2 separate regions of the Mus musculus genome follow, and region 1 is linked to region 2. The links are chromatin contacts, called in public Hi-C maps. All regions are on one chromosome and are shown on one strand. Each heading gives the region's core, a stretch centred on a gene start, on an enhancer-like site or on the middle of the called end of the contact. The rest is flanking DNA. Distances are from core to core; before and after follow the strand shown. Region 1 has its middle 10 kb from the start of Gm39149. Region 2 holds the start of Gm31898 (a long non-coding RNA gene).

Evidence for each region. Hi-C and Micro-C count contacts between places; a contact is called where the count stands out from the background.
Region 1: a Hi-C map of cerebellar granule neurons shows a contact between it and region 2, with 2.8 times the contacts expected there. The contact joins two enhancer-like sites. A contact is called at or near these places in 5 of 484 Hi-C or Micro-C datasets (brain, cerebellar granule neurons, cerebellum and 2 more) and 1 of 115 datasets of contacts at active chromatin or transcription factors (fibro-adipogenic progenitors).

The regions. Positions count from the first base shown.
Region 1 is chr8:26,586,378-26,593,790 of GRCm38.p6, reverse strand. No RefSeq gene overlaps it. Among named protein-coding and RNA genes, the nearest start is that of Gm39149, 10 kb to the right of the region's middle. Within about 2 kb of position 2,345, at least 6 of the 459 cell types and tissues checked have an H3K27ac peak or open chromatin away from gene starts, as enhancers often do. A contact at or near this core is called in cerebellar granule neurons and cerebellum, where this site is marked.
Region 2 is chr8:26,437,908-26,445,042 of GRCm38.p6, reverse strand. It overlaps Gm31898 (a long non-coding RNA gene), which reads left to right and starts at 5,629. Exons shown (of 6, transcript XR_378838.4): 1 at 5,629-5,894. Within about 2 kb of position 1,767, at least 7 of the 459 cell types and tissues checked have an H3K27ac peak or open chromatin away from gene starts, as enhancers often do. A contact at or near this core is called in cerebellar granule neurons and cerebellum, where this site is marked.

The DNA.
Region 1 (7,413 bases), core at 1,096-3,595, 150 kb before region 2:
ACTTCTTAATTCCCCATAACCACAGACTCACCACAGCATCGACAGGTCCAAGCAAGCTGAAGGGACATTCAGAGAGAGTATGAGTCATGCCACCATAGCATGAATGCTTGTCCTATACTTCAATGGGTGACTTCTATTCCACCTGATCCAGAGCTTTGGAGTTACAGGGTAGTCTGGCTTCATGTTGATGTTGACATTGTTTATGTGAGTCAGGTTACCCCTTTTCAGTAAATGCCTCACAGAGGTGCTCTGAGGATAAATAAGCCCCATTAGTGACAGAACTCAGAGAGTCCCCATGAGAAGGGCTTTGCATCGATGCACAGTTACTATTGGCCTTGTGTTAGGATATCAAGTGGCAGGGTTCTAGAAAGCATGTGGCAATTGGAAATACTGTTGTCACCCTTCTTGGGAAATAGTGTGTTATGCAGTGGTCCTCTCACATTCAGTCCTTCTGAGGAAGTACCAAATTGTCTCTTGCTTGCCTGAGCCGGTTTCTAGCATTCCAAAGATGAGGTCAAGAATCTGTGCAGAGCGGCAACAGAGAAGAACGTCAACCTTCTCCTTCCAAAACCAACAAATTGTAGTTTCACTCCAGAGGGATAGCAGGGTGCTAAGAGGAAGATGGACAGGGAATGGATTGACTTCTAAACAGCAGAAATGTGCCTAGTGTCCTCTACAGCTTGGTTCTCTCTGTGTCCATCATAGTCTACTACTTTGAAGTCACTGAGACCAAAACTTCTATTGTGACCTCATAACTCTCATTTTCTTGACAGTCACCTACAATTTGCACCCTGGTCTTCTTAACCAGGGACCAGATAACCATGAGGTTGGCCTTTGTTCATCTTTCTAGGTATCTCTTGGCCAAGGTATCTCATAGAGCTTTGAACCATATTCATGCTTACTGAAACTTTATTTGTTCTATTTTCTCCTACTCTGAGTTTTCCATACAAAGACTGACAGGTCCTCCTATATAAAAACTTTTGCCCCTCCCACCATCTGTCCCCTGCACCAAGGGTTAACTCTATTGTGTCTTGCCCAGGTCAGTCTGACGTGTGGTCCTCTTCTCTTCTTTCATGGCAATGTCATAGTCCTAAAGTTTGCTCTTCTGGTCAGTTTCTTCAGAGAGATAAAGACCCTACCCTTGTTGTCTCTGAACATTTAAGATGCTGAATGCCACATGATAGTAGTTGATTGTCTAGTAAATGTTGAGCATGTGGTAGCAATGATGTTATAAATGTTCCAGGTCCCATTTTCTAGCATGATTATCCAAGGCTAGTGTTCCAGTGAGAGGAAGTTAGTTATTGAGAAGCCAAATGTGACCAACTTTCCACTAGTTGCATTCACGTGGTGCATAGTTGAGCTGGAGGAATTAGCTTAACCCAATTCTAGACATAAGAGGTTAGTTATGGGCATTTATGGGACAGCCATAACTTGAGATTGGATGGAGTAGGGAAGTATGGAAACACATAACAATTGTGTTGGTTTGAATATGCTTGGCCCATGGGAAGTGGCACTATTAGGAGATGTGGCCTTGTTAGAAGAAGTCCATCACTGTGGGGGTGGGGTTTGAGATATTATGCTCAAGTCCTTCCTGGTGTGAAATGGACCTTCCTACTGGCTGTCTGCAAAAGACCCTCCTACCTGGCTGCCTTTGGATCAAGATGTAGAATTTTTGGCTGCTCCATCACTGTGTCCACCCGGATACTGCCTTGCTTCCTGCCATATAATAATGGACTGAACCTCTGAAACTATAAGCCAGACCCAGTTAAAAAAAATTATGTATAAGAGTTGCCTTGATCACGGTGTCTCTTTGCAGCACTAAAACCCTAACCAAGACAATAATCCTCAACTGCAATTGTTCTTCAGCTCAACATTTCCTCATGACAAGAGAAACAAATGTTTGAAAATTGTGTGTGTGTGTGTGTGTGTGGAGGGGGGAATACTCATATCATCATGAAGAGATTCTTCATGATAGAATTATTCTCTTCCTGTGACTTGGAAAAATGTGGAGGATAGCAGGAGATATTAAATGGATGGGCAGAGTGGAGATGGAGTTAAGTGAAGGGCAGAGAATTATCTTCACTACTTCCCTACATGGGCCCCCTAGGGAGCAGGGCCTAGGTGGCACCCACTGGCAGGAAGAGTCACAGGCAGAAGTAGTAGGTTGACTGTTCCACTGGGGTCTGATTTCTCAGCTACTGCGAGGGTCTCAGGATAGATAGATGTGCAAAGCCATCCCCTCAGCAGCACCCACACAGGACACTGACAGTCTGTGGAGGTGACAGTGCTCTTATACACGGGGCAGAAAGGACTCTGGCCCTTGGCTCAGGGGAACAGATGGGCGAGGAGAGGGGCATCCCCAGGAGATTGGGCAGCTGAACAGCTCCCAAGCCCAGCATGAGCCACATGTAACATATGGCTTAATTTCCTCTCAAATTAGACACTTGATAAAAAAAGTTATTATATCTGTCAAATTGCCAGGGCATTTTATGGATGTGATAAACTAAGAACCACTGCTTTACAAACCTTGATGGGATGTTTCAGTACCTGAAAAACAATTTTATGGCCGCCCAGGCTACTAACAAATTGCAAATACTGATTAAGCCATAAAGTTACAACAACATTAAAATATAATGAGAGGTTATTGCATGAGGGAAAGCTTTTAAGCAACAGCCACAGCTACACTCAGCTCTCAGGTCAGCTTTGGCTCTGTCTGGAAGAGGAAGGCATTTCAGGACTGGGTGGTCCCTGCAGGGGCCAGGCCTGGCTCTCTAGATGTCTGGTGACATTTCTTCCAGGACACAGCAGAGCCCAGAGACAAGGCCTTTAATTGGAGCTTAAAGACATCAGGCTGTGAGTACTGAATATCTATGCTTTGAAAGCTAGTGACACGGAAGTTGCCAGAGAAGGAAATCCCTGTATATCTCACTTGTTCTGGCTCATGCTTGATGCTTCATGACCCTTGGTCTTCACTTCCAACAGACTCTGCTCCCAGCCTCTATGATGGGGCCCAGTCTAACACTCAGTGCTTAGCTCTTAGGAGAGAGTCATGAATAGACCTACTTTCTCCTGTTCAAAAGCTGTAGGCTGCTGAGAGAGAAGCATGAGATAATAGAAACAGATCAGAGTTTACTAGAGCCGGCCAAGTCATCCCATAATATCCACAACTAGGAGGAGAAGAGGGTGCTGTTGTTGCTCTTGGCTTCACTACACTCCAGTGAGGACAAGCTATTGGAGAATTCCCTGATCTCTCACCCAAGGAAGCAATACTTCTTGTTTGGGTCACTGGTCCAAACTTTTACCCAAGAGAAATGTCCATAGCAGTCCATCCTACCTGAGTTGGCCTCTAGCTCTACTTAACTCTAGCTTAAAACTCTGGGCCAAAGACTGTGTAAGCCAGTGAGCCCATGCTGCTCAGAGTGATGGGATTTCCTCTCCATCCTCGGACCTGCAATCATTGGTGGGCTTCACTGGATTCTCCATTTCCCTAAAACTTGCCAGCTTCTCAAAGCTGATAGTTGGCCTTTTCTTCACTCAGGGTTTCCTTTCCTGAGCCTGGATCACAGCGTAATATGGGGATGTTTTACATTTTATCCAGGGAAAAGAAGAGTGGGGATGTATACCACACATCATCTGATTGGACTAAACAGAGTTCGATACTCTCAGGAAACTTGTGTTACCAGTTGCTATGGCCCAAAGGGAAGCTTCTGACAAAACGATGGTAGAGGAATCCAGACTCAGGACTTACTGGCTGAGGGGGCTGAAGTAGGCAATTAGCATCCTGAGGCTTTAATTTTTTGTCTTTTATGCAATGTTTGTAGATCGTTTGTATTCATGCTATACATATTATTTGTGCTTATTATCATTTAAATTACCTACTCATTGGTTTCTGTGGAGGGTAAATGAGTGAAGAAATGTTAGGATGGATCTGGTCCCTTATAAAGTCCTCCATGCTTCAGTAGGCCTTACTGAGATCCACTATGGATTAGGTTCTCTGAATTTGTTAGTTTTCCTGAGCCTGAATTTGCCAAATACCCCAGGAGAGCCAAGACCTTGAGCTCTGCCTCTCTGAATTGCCCCGAACAACTGGGACTGCAGGAGTGAGTTACCATATCTGGCTTTTCTGTTTGGATTTAAATGATAATATCAGATGATAATAACTTACATTAACATCAAAATAACTATTACTAGTTTTTAAAAGGAATTATTTATTTATTTTATGTGTATGAGTACATGGTAGCTGTCTTCAGACATATAAGAAGAGGGCATCGGATCCCATTATGGATGGTTGTGAGCTACCATGTGGTTTTTGGGATTTGAACTCAGGACCTCTGGAATAGAAGTCAGTGCTCTTAATCACTGAGCCATCTCTCCAGTCCACTATTACTAGTTTTGCTTTATAAATGCCAAAACTGAGTGGGGCTTCAAGAGCAAAATCACATGACCATAGCTAGCCAATGGCAGAGTTGGAATTCAAAGGTAATTTGGTCTAATTTCTAGCATGTGAGACCATCATTTAGAGAACCTTGTGGGGCTTTGAAAGCCTCGTGTAAGTGTTGGCAGTTACCTGAGAAACTAAGAACATGTATATCACCCTTCTATTCCTCTCATCTACCCTGAAGAGCTTGGCTGCCTTACACAGGACACAAACTGCAATCCTGTCACCCTTGACTCCAGGAGCTGCTCCAACTCTTGGTTGCCTTGGGCACTAGTATGGTTAAGCCATCTGGTGGGCCACTTTGTGACAGACTGCCCCTCCTGCTCAGACAGTTCCTGTCCAAGTCCTCAGGCTCTGTGCAGCGAGCAGCATGCCTGAGAGCAGCCTCAGTGGGGATGAACAGATGTAAATTGGGAAGACAGGCAGCCCATCTTTCATCTTTCCACTGTATTGTTTGTTGGAAGGAGATGAGCAGAGTAGGAGAACAGTGTCCCCTGAGGCACTTTTTGAACTTGCAGGGTATGGTGAGGTTAGTATGCAACGAACAGATACATTGTTTTCAGAGCACCTTGCTTTTTCCTTTCTACTCAGTCACAATTTGGTCTTCTAAATTTAACACTTCTTAAGTACTTAGGAAAGACTATCAATCTACCAGGCACCGGGATCAGTAATTGAATAAGCGATGGAGTGCACTCTAAAGACCGTTGGGGTAATAGACAATTGAAACTTGCACACCCTTTCAGTGTGCTGAAGGCTGTCAGCATCCTTGCCGATAATAGGGATGGGAGAAAAGATGATGAAGACCTCAATCCATCTCGAAGAGGTTCTGAGTCCAAGATCCAGGTCAGAGGAAATTCAGAGGATCAGATGCTGAACCCTGCCCCACCTACTTGCTGTGGAAATATGAACGGTGGCGGCCAACATCCATGTAGCTCTTCACTAAGAGCTACAACCCCTCAAATCAGGCAACCATCATTGTGAGTCCTGTTTGATAAATTAAAAATCAGTGGCTTGGAGAGATTGTGCCATTTTCCTGGCATGACCAGCTTTATCCTTACTTCCCAGACCACGGCTATATCTTCTGTACTAGCTAGGATTCCACCATCTTTAGCTGCCATATTGGCACATTCCCAGCTTCTAGAATCAAGTCCTGTAAACACTTCTGTGTTGTAGAATGAAACATAAATTTCTAGGGGTTTTAACACAGAAGTGGCTTTCCCTGTATCGTTGGCCCTACCTTTGTGCCTGTGATCTACAAAAGCAATTTCCACCAGAGAGAGTGTTTCATACCTACTACTTGCCTCCCTTCCCCAGTAAGGAGAATAGACAGGCATACAGTTTCAGTACTACTGTATGTACAATGTACCCTCAGCTGGAACCCCTCCCAGGTAGTTCAGGGAGTAGAGGCATAGCAGGGATGGGCACAGAGGTGGGCAGGGGCTCTATGAGGTGGTTGAACAGTGGCTGGCAAAGGTGGTAACAATCTTTTTGCTATTTTTGCTCATCCAAAAGCATGCCTTGTGACTCGGATGAACTCAGAAACAAAGTAGCCTTCTCCTTGCCAATGAGAGTGGAAATGTGCTGTGTCAGCAAGACAAAACCTCTCCAGCGGGTTCCTCCATGGAAGCTATTAGAAATGAAGAGGAGGAGCGGTCGCCATCTTGGTCCGGGACCCGCCGAACTTAGGAAATTAGTCTGAACAGGTGAGAGGGTGCGCCAGAGAACCTGACAGCTTCTGGAACAGGCGGAAGCACAGAGGCGCTGAGGCAGCACCCTTTGTGGGCCGGGGACAGCCAGCCACCTTCCGGACCGGAGGACAGGTGCCCGCCCGGCTGGGGAGGCGGCCTAAGCCACAGCAGCAGCGGTCGCCATCTTGGTCCTGGACCCGCCGAACTTAGGAAATTAGTCTGAACAGGTGAGAGGGTGCGCCAGAGAACCTGACAGCTTCTGGAACAGGCAGAAGCACAGAGGCGCTGAGGCAGCACCCTGTGTGGGCCGGGGACAGCCGGCCACCTTCCGGACCAGAGGACAGGTGCCCGCCCAGCTGGGGAGGCGGCCTAAGCCACAGCAGCAGCGGTCGCCATCTTGGTCCGGGACCCACCGAACTTAGGAAATTAGTCTGAACAGGTGAGAGGGTGCGCCAGAGAACCTGACAGCCTCTGGAACAGGCAGAAGCACAGAGGGGCTGAGGCAGCACCCTGTGTGGGCCGGGGACAGCCGGCCACCTTCCGGACCGGAGGACAGGTGCCCGCCCGGCTGGGGAGGCGACCTAAGCCACAGCAGCAGCGGTCGCCATCTTGGTCCGGGACCCGCCGAACTTAGGAAATTAGTCTGAACAGGTGAGAGGGTGCGCCAGAGAACCTGACAGCTTCTGGAACAGGCGGAAGCACAGAGGCGCTGAGGCAGCACCCTTTGTGGGCCGGGGACAGCCGGCCACCGTCCGAACCGGAGGACAGGTGCCCGCCCGGCTGGGGAGGCGGCCTAAGCCACAGCAGCAGCGGTCGCCATCTTGGTCCGAGACCCGCCGATCTTAGGAAATTAGTCTGAACAGGTGAGAGGGTGCGCCAGAGAACCTGACAGCTTCTGGAACAAGCAGAAGCACAGAGGCGCTGAGGCAGCACCCTGTGTGGGCCGGGGACAGCCGGCCACCTTCCGGACCGGAGGACAGGTGCCCACCCGGCAGGGGAGGCGGCCTAAGCCACAGCAGCAGTGGTCGCCATCTTGGTCCCGGGACTCCAAGGAACTTAGGAATTTAGTCTGCTTAGGTGAGAGTCTGTACCACCTGGGAACTGCCAAAGCAACACAGTGTCTGAGAAAGGTCCTGTTTTGGGCCTTCTTCTTCGGCCAGGAGGAGGTCCAAATACAAGATATCTGCGCACCTTCCCTGTAAGAGAGCTTGCCAGCAGAGAGTGCTCTGAGCACTGAAACTCAGAGGAGAGAATCTGTCTCCCAGGTCTGCTGATAGACGGTAACAG
Region 2 (7,135 bases), core at 518-3,017:
ATAATAAACATTATTATAGACACATCTAACATATGTCTATTATAACCACTTCAGAAACTTGATTTTTATGCTGTGTTAATTTTTGTGTGGTAGTTTTCACGTTGCCCCTTCCAGAGTCTTTCCTAAGATGGTATTTATTGCTATCAGTTAAAAGTTGGGCAAAACAAGTAGCATATGGAGAGTGGTAGGGACATTTATATATGCTTACATGTTACTTTTTCAACTTTGCAAAATATCTGACAAGTATGCTCCTTAAGGGGAATGTAGCATTACCCCCCCCCAACACACACACACACACGTCCATTTTCTGGACAAGGGAGTGATCCCACTGTGCCTGTAAGGGCTTCAGAAAGTTCTCATGGCCTCTCAGCATTGGCTGGACTGACTTCCAGGTACCCAGTCTCCTGGATGTAGCTCCACACTGACTTCACCCGCTCGGGACATATGATTTGTAGAGACCAGTCTCTTCGTGTGTTTCCACAGTGGTGGTTCAGTTCCACCGTGAGGCTTGCTATCTTGTTAGAAAGGTTATGTCTAAGGGCATAAGACCTTGCAGGGCAGGTCTGGCAGAACAGGGTGCTACCCCCAGCCTCTACAGCAGGAAGCCATTTTGTGAGCACACAAAGGTATACCAAGGTCTATAGAGAAGTTCCTATCTTTCCACTCATTTATCTTTGTACCTGCATGCCCTTCACGATGTAGTGATCTTTCTGAGAAGATTCCCCTTTTCCTGGATACCTTTACAGGCATCCGGAGATCAGTGTGTGGCCGGCTGAGGTCTGCAGGTCTCAATCACTAATAGCCTTAGGTTTGAAAGGAGGACACTTGGGTGGTCCTTGAAACTCATATGCAATACTAATCAACTCCTGAATAAAGCCAGGAGTTTGCCATGTGCTTCTGCAGGCCCTCCAAGTTCAATGCTTTGTGAACAAGTTGGTCAGTAGGTACTAGAACACTCGGCAGGTGCAGACACTGGTCATTAGACAAGAGATCCAAACAGCACCTTACAAGTAGTAAATACCAACGCTAGGACCTGAGATCACACTCAGTGAAGAGAGCCTTTTGCGCTTGCCCTTGGGCCACATGGTTCAAGGCAAGGAAGGTCCTTGAACGTTAGCCAGCTCTAGGCCATGTAGAAGAGAGGAGAGCCTCCCTTTGAGTCCGCTCTACTCTCAGGCCTCACACGCAATTCCCTGAAAGACCTTGATCTCGCAAGACCGCACCAAGGAAACGCTCGATAAGTAGCAAGGCTTTCACTAGACTCGAGTGTGTTTTAGTTGAAAATCTGAAGACTCTGAAAACCTTCAAGATGGAGAAGAAAAGAAGAGAAAAGAAAAGAGAGGAGAAGAGAAGAGAAGAGAGAGAAGAGAGAAGAGAGAAGAGAGAAGAGAGAAGAGAGAAGAGAGGAGAAGAGAAGAGAAGAGAAGAGAAGAGAAGAGAAGAGAAGAGAAGAGAAGAGAAGAGAAGAGAAGAGAAGAGAAGAGAAGAGAAGAGAAGAGCAAGGCAAAGAAAAGAAAAGAAAAGAAAGGAAAGGAAAGGAAAGGAAAGGAAAAGAAAAGAAAAGAAAAGAAAAGAAAAGAAAAGAAAAGAAAAGAAAAGAAAAGAAAAGAAAAGAAAAGAAAAGAAAAGAAAAGAAAAGAAGTTTCTTCAGCATTAGGAACAGTGCATCCTGGCGCATGTGTGGGAATGAACCCCCTGACACTCAGGGATCAAAGGAGCCTTCCTGGTTGGGGTAGTTGTACCACTAGCCACCAGAGGGCAGCAGCGGGTCAGAACAACTGGTGAGAATAGCAGTAAGTTAATTTCTCAGGAAAGGGTTGAGAAATGAAGAGACACCCCAGGGGACTGCTTGGGATTCTTCTCCCAGGCAGATCCATTCTTCAGGGACAGTCTATCTGTCCCCAGACGCTGGGAGCACTGGCTGCTGAAGGCTTGCAGATGCATAGCTGCTGAGAATTGCCTGCCTAGGGAACTGTTCTCGGCCCAAGGTTATATGCCTTCTCCGGGGAGACAAATAATGATTGGCCACTGAAGGAATTGGGGAACTCTGCCTCAGTTTGTGATAACTCCTCAAGGACACGCAAGATCCAAAGTTTCAAGACTGGCTGAGGCTCGAAGTCTTCTAACCAACTCTGTCTTCCTGAAATCATAGGCATGTCTCCAAAAGCCATCTCTTGATGAACATGTCTGGCATTATTAGCCTCCAGGGTCCCCCGGTACAGCAACAACTACTCGACGTGGAGAATCGCAGCCGTTGAACCGAAACCTAGAAATAAAAGACACAGAGTAGGCCGAGGGGGGCTTGGGGGTAGGGTGTAAAATATGTACAATTTATTCACTGACACTTCAGAAGACATTTCCTTTTCTTTCTTCCTTCCTTCCTTCCTTCCTTCCTTCCTTCCTTCCTTCCTTTCTTCCTTCCTTCTTTCCTTTCTTTCTTCCTTCCTTCCTTCTTTTGGCGGGTGCAGGTTAAATGGCACTTGGGCTTGTAAGTCTTTTCTCCAGTGTACCTTCCTTCCCACATGTCCTCACATCATTGGGCTGACAGCGCCTCTCCCCTTCAAAGCCCCACCTAAGCAGCGCTTGCTCTATGTTGGCTGCAGTTGCTGCTGGGGTGGGGTGGTACCCAATTACTAAGCTGGGATCCCATCACACTTACTATGTAGACATAGCCAAAGGAGACCAACAACAACAACAATAAATAAATAAAATAAAATAATGAAATTCTCTGGCTCACTCCCCAATTTCCCTGAAATTGCATCCTGGACCATGTTGGCTTTTGCCTATTTTTTTTTTAAGTCCTCAGTAGGATCTCTTCAAAATAATACAGAGCCTGTGCCTTTCCTTGGCTTAAGTAAGAACCCCTCTATCAAACCTCCCATTGTTAAGGAAAGGGACTCCTACAATCACGAGCTGCAAATCCGGCATTTTGTAGCATGCTCAGAGGCCAGGCCTCCACGGGGAGATGACTGAACGGCCTATGGATTAATGTACTATTATTACATTACTCTTTAAGCTTCAAAGGTCTGCCAGGAGAGCTCAGCTCACTATCTATTCCATGACATTTTAAGAACAAATAATACATTAATATATTTAATTTGAGAATAAACACATACATTACAGGCAGGGGATTTTGTCTATGCTGATAAAGGCACCAGATGACCTTTCCGGAGCAATCCTGGCACGCAGGGCTGGAAGGGGACGTGTTCCAAAAACCAGTTTCTATCCGCTGTAACGTGCAAGCTCTGATGCTTGCTTGACCTGTGAAAAGCTGCAGCTTCCATGTTCTTCGGGGATGGGAGCTGTGGCTATAATTACTCCTCAGACTCTCATCTGCAGAAACACTAAATCTTACTGCCTCAAATTAGCTAATCAATTAAGTGTCAAACCACAAAATGTTGGAGATTTGGGGTTGTGTTTATTCTCTTGGCAGGCACTTCCTCCCTCCGCCTCTTGGACTCCTCTCTCTTCTCCTTGCAGGGGAGCTGGCTTTTAAAAAATGACTGGTCACCCATTGTTTATTTCTGGCTTGTAAGCAAAACACAGTTGAAGTTACATAAGCCCGAAGCCCAGGACTGACTAAATCTACCCTGCAATTGATAGGTTGGCTACTGTTCAAGCCGGGCTGTGTGTTCTCTGGGACCTTTCTTGGGACTAGCTTAAAGGAGAGCGAGGTTGATATGCCAGCCAGCATCTTTTTCAGTGTCTGCCTAGGCTGGCCATTTCGGAGCCAGCATAATTGACTGGGAGTCTTGTTTGTTGCCACGTTACTCTCTCGAGAAGAGAGGAAAGCACAGGCAGTGGGGGGTTTCTAGAATCCTCTGCTCAGAATCGCTATGTTCTCTGTGCTCCTTGACTCTCTCGTAGATGTGTACAGCTCACTACAACATGGGCTTCAGAGATCCAGGCACAAGGCACTCAGGGGCTATGCCCACTCGCATCACTCACACCGTCTGGACCTGGTGTCTGTCCATCCCATAGGCTCTTCTGATGTGACCCCACCAAACACTTCACAGCTTCAGCTTCTTCTTGCCTTCTGCCCAGTTTAGCTACAAAACGGCGCCATCCCTTGAATCTCAAATAGACACAAACAGATGACTAAGCTAATTCTACCTGGGAATGAAGAGTTTAAGAAATGGTCTCAGTACTTAAGGAGCATAGAGTCTCATTGATAGGACAGAGATTTATGTACCTAGCAGTTAAAAGCCACAGGAAAATGCACATATATTTACTAACTGATCTGTGTGCTGTGGGTATATACAAGTCTGAGATGGGGTTATCACCACACTGTCTCTTGGAGACAACACATCATTTAGCTTGATGGGCCAAGAGGCTATTATACCAGCTCCAACAGCAGTCAGTGGACCTGTACTTATCCCTAGCGATGAGTTCTTCCTAAACCTTGGCATCAAGGTGTCCTTCCTCCATGGCACAATGGAAAAAATAATTCGTCATAGTTTGTAATGATTATTTGGAGAAATTAAAAGTTGACAGCACCGTGCTTGTCTGGAAAGATCTTTATTTCATATTTTTATTTGTAATTCTCCTTCTCCACGAAATCTAAATATCTAAAGCCTCTTAATCCAGTCCTGTCACTCCTCTGTGACAGCTACCGAGATTTACTAAAGAGAGGCCATGTTTGCCAAATGTCCATTGCAAACCTGCTTGGTCCAGAAGCACTTCAGGTCTGCACAGTGCCTCAGACAGGAAGGATGTCATACGGTGCCTTGCTCTGGTCAGGGTGGTGTCGGTAGGCTCTTGACTGTCACTGTGGGGCCAGAGAGATTGTGGTGAGCACATCTAAGAGGGATTTCAGACATGCCAGAGGTGATTCCTTAACTTTGGAATTGAGGCACCTAAGGCTGAGAAAAACAGAGGGAACTGACTCAAGAATAATTATTTGTCTGCCCCCAGTTGGGAATGGGCCTCTTGTCTTGGGATTCATGGCTCTTGCTTCTCTGCCCACTAGAGCCGACAGCAGACCTCTGGGTCCGCTTTGTCTCATGAACTTTGAACTTCCATTGTCAAACCTGTGACAAAAGACTGGTGGCTCCAGAGATGAAAAAGCAAATTGTCCTCTTAGACCAGATTCAAGCTCCACTCATGGAGTCACTGGGTCGCCCTGACCTATGGCAGTTGACTCCTGAGGACTAACTGGCATTAGGCAATGAAAAATGGCTGGATTAGGAGTCAGGGAGCTGTATACAAATTTGTTGTTAAGTGCAAGTAACTTGTTCTCTACATGGCTTGAACCATGGGCACAAAAGTGACTTTAGTAAGTTGTGAGACCTGCAGGTTGGTCTTCTACCCATCAGTGAGTGTGGAATAGTATTCAGAAGTATAAATCCTTTTCCCCCACTTCCCTTAGTCAACGTGGGTCTTAATTAAGACCCAAAGTGAGGGGGACAATATTATCATCCCATCAGGGCCTCCTGGTCATCTTATTTGTATCTGTTCTAGTTTAGCCTTGGGTAAGTGTTATTAGACTCAAGCATAAGAGAAGAGGAAAAGGAAAATCTCTTTGACTTTCAGAGGCAACTCACTTGCATCCATGCAGTTTTGTAACTCTTAACCTGCCCTCCTTGCTGGAAGCATCAACAGCAGCAAGAGTCCCCTGAGCCGGGTGTGTCCTCAGGTCTAGAGACTTAATAAGCCAGTCAGCTCCAGGCTTATATGCTGGGTCAGTTTTAACACGTCTGCTGGTCTTCAATTCAGCCTTCATCCCTTTGATTCCCCCTACACACACACACACACACACACACACACACACACACACACACACACACTTCAGTGTCTTTCCATGTAATTTTTTCCCTGAACACAAATAAAAGGCAGCAGAGGAATTCCCGGACGTCAGCGTGCGTCTCTCTCCCTACAAGCCTTGGAGTAAGTGGGTGAGTCGCTCTGCCTTCCTCCTTGTCCGTCCTGTCTGGCAGATACTCTGCTAGGCCGGGCTTTTGTTTCCTGGGGTTATGATTTATGCGAGTGGACCCAGAGCAGGGAAGAGCCGAGTATCAATTTCGCTGGGTTACCGTGTTAAATGACCGATGCATGGATGGTTATTGCTGCCTCGGGAGCAAATGAAAGCCCTTTGCTTCCCTGACACCGCTACCCCCTCCCCCCCCCAACCCCGCCCCCCCCCCCAACTGACGATCAGTTAAAAATGTAAATAAAAAGACCGCACTTTGGAGAGAGTCAGCTCCGGAGGAGGGGGGGAAAATTGCAAAAGCGAAGTTTATTGATCCCCTGGTCAAGATTGATGGTACAATAAGAGCAGGAGGCGAAGAGTGATTTTGCTTTTGAAAACGTTGATGAATAAGCACGGAGGGGCAACAAATAGCTGGGCTCAGCCAGTGATGGACGGTGGCGGAGGAGCAAGATGCATTTTTATAAATGGGTGAAAGGAGAGGAGGACTTATTAAAAAAATGAATGACCACATGTGGCAGGGATATGCCAGTAGGGAGAAGAAAGCCATTGATTTATGTGTACTACTGGCATTTGAAAATTCAATAATAACATTGACAAATGAGAGGCAAACCTGGCCACAGGACAACGCCGAGCCAAGGAATGGAGAAAGAAAATGCCAAGGTCAGAAAGAAGGAACAGAAAAACAAGCATATGTTGAAACGCTTTACACTAGCCGGTCTCTATGAAGACATTAAGAAAAATCCCTCCGCTCTCTTTCCGTGGGCAGTTCTGTGAGTCCAGCCAGTGAGGAGGGCCCTGGCTGTCCTCCTGTCTAGAGGTGGCTGTGCTGCTCTGAGTCTCCTTCAGCGCCAGCTTTAAACACGCCCACAATCTGGGAACCCCTGTGCTCTGAGCTGTTGCTGGGATCCTGTGGCCCAGTCCAGTGTTCTGTTGTTGGGGGCTATTCCTCTGCGCATGGATCCTGGACTGGCTCCTCCGAGGATGTGATGTCAGATCAGGTCTAGGCAGCTTCTTGTACTTCATCTCTGTCTTAGCAGCGTCAGACACTTCAGTGTTTCCAGCCTTTCTTTGGGTCCTTTCCTTGTCTGTGCTATGCTCCTTTCATTGACGCATCTTTCCCTTGAATCCCATTCATTCATTCATTCATTCACTCTTCATTCATTCATTCACACACTAGAAACCCTTCTGGGAAGTCTTTGTGAGAAA